2 separate regions of the Bombyx mori genome follow, and region 2 is linked to region 1. The links are chromatin contacts, called in public Hi-C maps. All regions are on one chromosome and are shown on one strand. The core of a region is the stretch at or near the end of the contact, and the rest is flanking DNA. Distances in the headings are between cores, read along the strand shown. Region 1 holds the start of LOC101745127 (cleavage and polyadenylation specificity factor subunit 1). Region 2 overlaps LOC101745709 (ATP-dependent RNA helicase DHX30).

The links. A called contact is a pair of places that touch in the nucleus more often than the background predicts.
Region 2: a Hi-C map of midgut shows a contact between it and region 1, with 1.9 times the contacts expected there. The contact joins the enhancer-like site here to the promoter of LOC101745127 in region 1. A contact is called at or near these places in 3 of 7 Hi-C or Micro-C datasets (middle silk gland, midgut and whole pupa).

What each region holds. Positions count from the first base shown.
Region 1 is chr28:8,472,799-8,475,539 of ASM3026992v2, forward strand. LOC101745127 (cleavage and polyadenylation specificity factor subunit 1) reads right to left here and starts at 1,395. Exons shown (of 29, transcript XM_038021176.2): 1 at 824-1,395; 2 at 299-519. The coding sequence starts at 986.
Region 2 is chr28:8,536,269-8,539,009 of ASM3026992v2, forward strand. It overlaps LOC101745709 (ATP-dependent RNA helicase DHX30), which reads left to right. Exons shown (of 21, transcript XM_062676812.1): 8 at 1,320-1,437; 9 at 2,716-2,741. Among protein-coding and RNA genes, the nearest start is that of LOC134201610, 3.9 kb to the left of the region's middle. Within about 2 kb of position 1,388, at least 2 of the 8 cell types and tissues checked have open chromatin away from gene starts, as enhancers often do.

The sequences.
Region 1 (2,741 bases), core at 145-2,644:
CAGCCGTTGTGACTATACTGAGATCTTAGAACTTATATCTCAAGGTGGGTGGCGCATTTACGTTGTAGATGTCTATGTGCTTCAGTAACCACTTAAAATCAGGTGGGCTGTGAGCTCGTCCACTCATCTAAGCAAAAAAAAGAGTAATAATAATAATACACTTCTGAATACTATTACTAGCTCAGCTCAGGCCACAACCAAGCTAAGCATCATAATGCCAGCTCAGACAGCTTCTTTAAAGTTAATTTTCGTTAGGAAATAATTATACAAAAATCAGTTCAAATCTCAGTATACATACCTTCATATCATCCTCTTCAAAATAATGCATACTCAATGTCACCAAGTTATTGGTCTGTGGATCATATTGGAGCACAGATAGTTTAGCTTCTTTGAATGAAACCAACAGGATATCTCGACCAGAACTTTGACAGCGTACAGAAGCTAAAGACATCACATTACCCCATAATGTATATGTCGCTAAGCATTCCAACTTCATCTTCGGGGGAATCGGCTGACCGGCTGAAAAAGTATATAATGACATGAGAAAATGTTTTATTTTTATTTTAGTCAGACGTAGAAGCTGACGATTACACGGTGTTATTCATTCATGGCGACAGTAATTTGTGACCAGATGTTAATTAGGTATTGTATTGGAAAATTTTAAGCCAGGAATTCGGACACTGCTATAGTAACACAGCTCGAAATTAGTAAACCAAGATTCTATCATTTCAACAATAATTAGAACCGCATACTGAACATACAGTATATTTGCAGGGATATTATCTATTCTAGTTTTTAACAGAAAGCAGTTAAAAAAACAAACCTGCATTAATCTCTTTTGTGTGGCCTTCGGGCAGCAGCCTGAAGACCTTGATGATATTGGCACCGGCGGTGACCAGACAAACCTCGTCATTGTTAAAGAAATAACAGCTAACCGCGTGCTCTATACCAGTCGCTGGATGAGTCGTTCGACAAATCGAAAACATTATTCGTTAAACGTTCGATTTTGAGGTTATGAACTAAAACACTTTCAACACTAAAATCTGATATGTTTGCTTGAATCATTAATTTACAAACAGATAACAACAATCAAATATGGTCCTGATTTAACAAAATGCTGTTCAGTAACTCTAATTTAATCTGAGAAAAACATTGTATCAAACATCGTCGCTTTGTTGATGTCAGTTCTGAAACTTGATTTCTTTCTTACTATTTGAACTTGTTTTGTATATTTTAAATTAAAAGAATACGTTTAATTTTAACACAATAGTGTTTCGTGGTATAGATCCACGATGAACATTTGAATTGTTCAATATCGTTTTTATAAAACAAAAGAAGTTATTTGTGTGGTTTAAAAATTTAACTTGTTCCAGTTACCAGTTGTTTCCGAACGTTCCAAAATTGCAATCGGCCATAGATATTTTTTTTTGGTAAAAAATTTCCTTATTAAGAAAGGCAAGGGGATCTAAGCGCATCCAGCCTTGTCTGTTCTATATAATTTCTAAAATATCGGCCATAGATAATTCTAATTACCAAAGAATTATAAGAGTGTATGTGAATTATCTACGGTAAGAAGGTCTTTTTGATGTAAACGTAAGGATCTAAGTTGTATGAATTTGTAGCTACCGTCTATTCCGACAAAGACCTTCGCGATATCAAGGCTCACAGCGAGAAGCTCTAGGACCTTGGCTCTCCAAAGCTTCAGCCCACCTGTGGGTAAGATATAAAAGGTCCCCAGCTAAGCTACTGTAAAGGAAACCATACAATAGAGCCGGATACCGAGCTCAGTGGCAAAATTTTTGCCACGTTTCATGGTCTAAAGCAGTGATTCCCAAAGTGGTCTATATCGACCCCTAGGGGTCTATGACAACGTGCAAGAGGTCTACTTCTTCTTTTTCTCCACCTTATCCCACTATGTGGGGTCGGCACAGCTAATTTTTCTCTTCCATTCTCTTCTATCAGCCGTCATCTCAACACTCACTCCTCTCTCTCTCATATCGTCATTCACACACTCCATCCATGTCTTCTTCGGTCGACCTCTTCCCCCTCTACCTTTCACTACCATTTCCATACATCTCCTAGTCACATGCATCTTCTCTCTACGCATCACATGTCCATACCACGCTAACCGTCCGCTCCTTAATTTGTTGTTTACCGGGGCCACTTTCACACTTCCTCTGATATACTCATTCTTTATCTTATCCATTCTTGTTACTCCACACATCCATCTCAACATTCGCATCTCTGCCGCATGCACTCCTCTTTCATGCTTAACTTTCGTCGCCCAACACTCAGATCCATACAGCACGACAGGTCTAATGATCGTTTTGTAAATTTTGCCCTTGAGCTGAAGGGGCATTCTACGATCGCATGCTGTTGCAGAGACCTGTCGCCATTTCATCCAACCAGCGTTTATTCTATTTGTGACGTCCCGGTCTATGTTGCCGTCGTTCTGGAGTATAGAGCCGAGGTACTTGAAGTCAGAGCAGACTGGCAGGGATACACCATCTAAGGCGATTGGCGTGAAGTCTGAAGAACCACCAAAATCACAAAACATGTGCTTGGTTTTTGTTCGACTGATCTTCAACCTTTCTTTCCATTTTGCCAATCTCCTCTGTATCTCAGGCCCTTCCTCTCCAACGAGAACAATGTCGTCGGCGAACAGCATACACTAAGGCGCCTCTTCCTGTATGTCCGATGTTAGGGCATCCATTATTAGGATGAACAGGTAAGTGCTTAAA
Region 2 (2,741 bases), core at 138-2,637, 63 kb after region 1:
ACATTTCGACAATATAGGCAGATGAGCATACGCCTCAGAGTGTGTGGTTATCGTCGGTTTTTTAAACAAGCTTACAGCCCACCTGGTGTTAAGTGATTACTGGAGCCCATAGACATCTACAACGTAAAGGCACCAGCCACCTTTAGATATAAGTTCTAAGGTCTTAGTATAGTTACAACGGCTGCCGACCCTTCAAACCGAAACGCATTACTGCTTCACGGCAGAAATAGGCAGGGTGGTGGTATCTACCCGTGCGGACTCACAAAAGGTCCTACCACCAGTTACCATGGACATCAACAATGCTAGGGATAGAGCCGAGCCGCTGCCTATCGCTGAGTGATCCTCGTTTGAGAAGGACATATGTTATAGCGTTCAGGAATTACTGCAGAGGGAATTTCACCCCAAAACATCAGGGTACGTTACTGAACAAATTTCTGGAAACTCACTGTAGACAAACGTGCTACAAGGCAGTATGGATGAAGTTTTTTTTTTTTATTGCTTAGATGTGTGGACGAGCTCACAGCCCACCTGGTGTTAAGTGGTTACTGGAGCCCATAGACATCTACAACGTAAATGCGCCACCCACCTTGAGATATAAGTTGTAAGGTCTCAGTATAGTTACAACGGCTGCCCCACCCTTCAAACCGAAACGCATTACTGCTTCACGGCAGAAATAGGCAAGGCGGTGGTACCTACCCGCGCGGACTCACAACAGGTCCTACCACCAGTAATTACGCAAATTATAATTTTGCGGGTTTCACTTTTATTACACGATGTTATTCCTTCACCGTGGAAGTCAATCGTGAACATTTGTTGAGTATGTATTTCATTAGAAAAATTGGTACCCGCCTGCTGGATTCGAACACCGGTGCATCGCTTCAACACGAATGCACCGGACGTCTTATCTTTTCGGCCACGACGACTTAACATCGAAGAGATGAAGTCCGGAGTTGAGCCCGGTGCGATGTTAAAGACGAGATGTAGGGATCTTCTCAAAGAATTCTTCAGAACATTCTGCATGTAAAGCACAATATAAACCACAAAGTTGTTCTGACTTCATTATTGTTTTATTGTCTTTGTAGGCATACAAGCATACGGTCCACCTGATGGTTAGTGGTTATTGTCGCTCATGGACGTCAGCAATGCCAAGGGTGCAGCCAAGTCGTCCATTTTCAGGGTTGGATATAGTGTCAAAATGGTTTTTGGCATACCTGACCTCTATAATCATAATTTTTTTTAAATATCAATAGTGCGATTCAGATCTATTATTGCCTGATTACCAAGTGTTTTCGTCTTCTCGTGAACATCTGAATTTCCAGGTTGGAGAAACAGTCGGTTATCAAGTGCGCTTGCACTCGAAGCCGCCGCGGCCACCCGCCGGCTCCGTGCTCTACTGCACCAGCGGGGTCCTGCTGAGGAGGCTGCAGGCCAACCCAGGTTGGTACGTACTGCCTTGTAACCCGATCATGCCGACGAGATGTAATTACCGCCAGATTGTCAGCAATTAGTTACCTTGAAGTCGTCGTGGCCTAACGGATAAGACGTCCGGTGCACTCGTGTCGAGCGATGCACCGGTGTTCGAATCTCAGGCGGGTACCAATTTTTCTAATGAATTATGGACTCAACAAATGTTCACGATTGACTTCCACGGTGAAGGAATAACATCGTGTAATAAAAATGAAACCTGCAAAATTATAATTTGCGTAATTACTGGTGGTAGGACCTCTTGTGAGTCCACACGAGTAGGTACCACCGCCCTGCCTATTTCTGCCGTGAAGCAGTAATGCGTTTCGGTTTGAAGGGTGGGGCAGCCGTTGTAACTATACTTGAGACCTTAGAACTTATATCTCAAGGTGGGTGGCGCGTCTACGTTGTAGATGTCTATGGGCTCCAGTAACCACCTAACATCAGGTGGGCTGTGAGCTCGTCCAACTACCTAGCAATAAATAAAAAAATCGACGTTTGCGTTGCCATAGCTGTGACGTAGTTGCCAATTAGTAGGGTACCTTGCTGGAACATAGGGTCTTCACAAGTTTTGCCCTGAAAATAGGCTATATAAGCCATCTCCGAGCGCCAAATCGACGGTTAGGGGTCAAAGTGGTCGCCATGGCTGAAATCGGTCGGATGAATCATCATCATAATCATCACAAGTTGTCTCATCTAGCTCTCCACGACCAGATCTTCACCTGCTACGTGGTTACCACTCAAACGCGATTGATGCTGCGTTGACTCCAAAAATAAGTATACCATGATATATGCAAAAATGTTTACATGGCGAGCACAGTGGTGACACAGCTGTTTGTATAGTAATTTAGACTTTTAGTCTCATCGTGATGTCCATGGGCTCCGGCGAGAACTTAACCCTAGATGAGCTGTAAGCTCGTTCGCCTATGCAATAAAGTCGGATTGAGATCGAAAGACGTGAAAAGAAAAGATACAAAGATAATTTATGATATCAGAACTGCCAAGACGTGCTTTATCAATACAAAGGTTCAGACAAGCATCACTTGTCTGTCACGTAAGTTAACGTTTCACTAGGGGGTCGTTGACTCCGCGCCATTTGACTTTGTCCTACATTGCTTGCCCAAAAAAATATCCTAAAATCTGATCTGTTACGTAAGTTAATGTTTCACTAGGGGTCGTTGACTCCGTGCCAGTCGACTTTGTCCTACATTGCTTGCCCAAACAAAGACCCTAAACTTGTTTTTTTTTCAGGTCTCGTAGGCTGCACTCACGTGCTC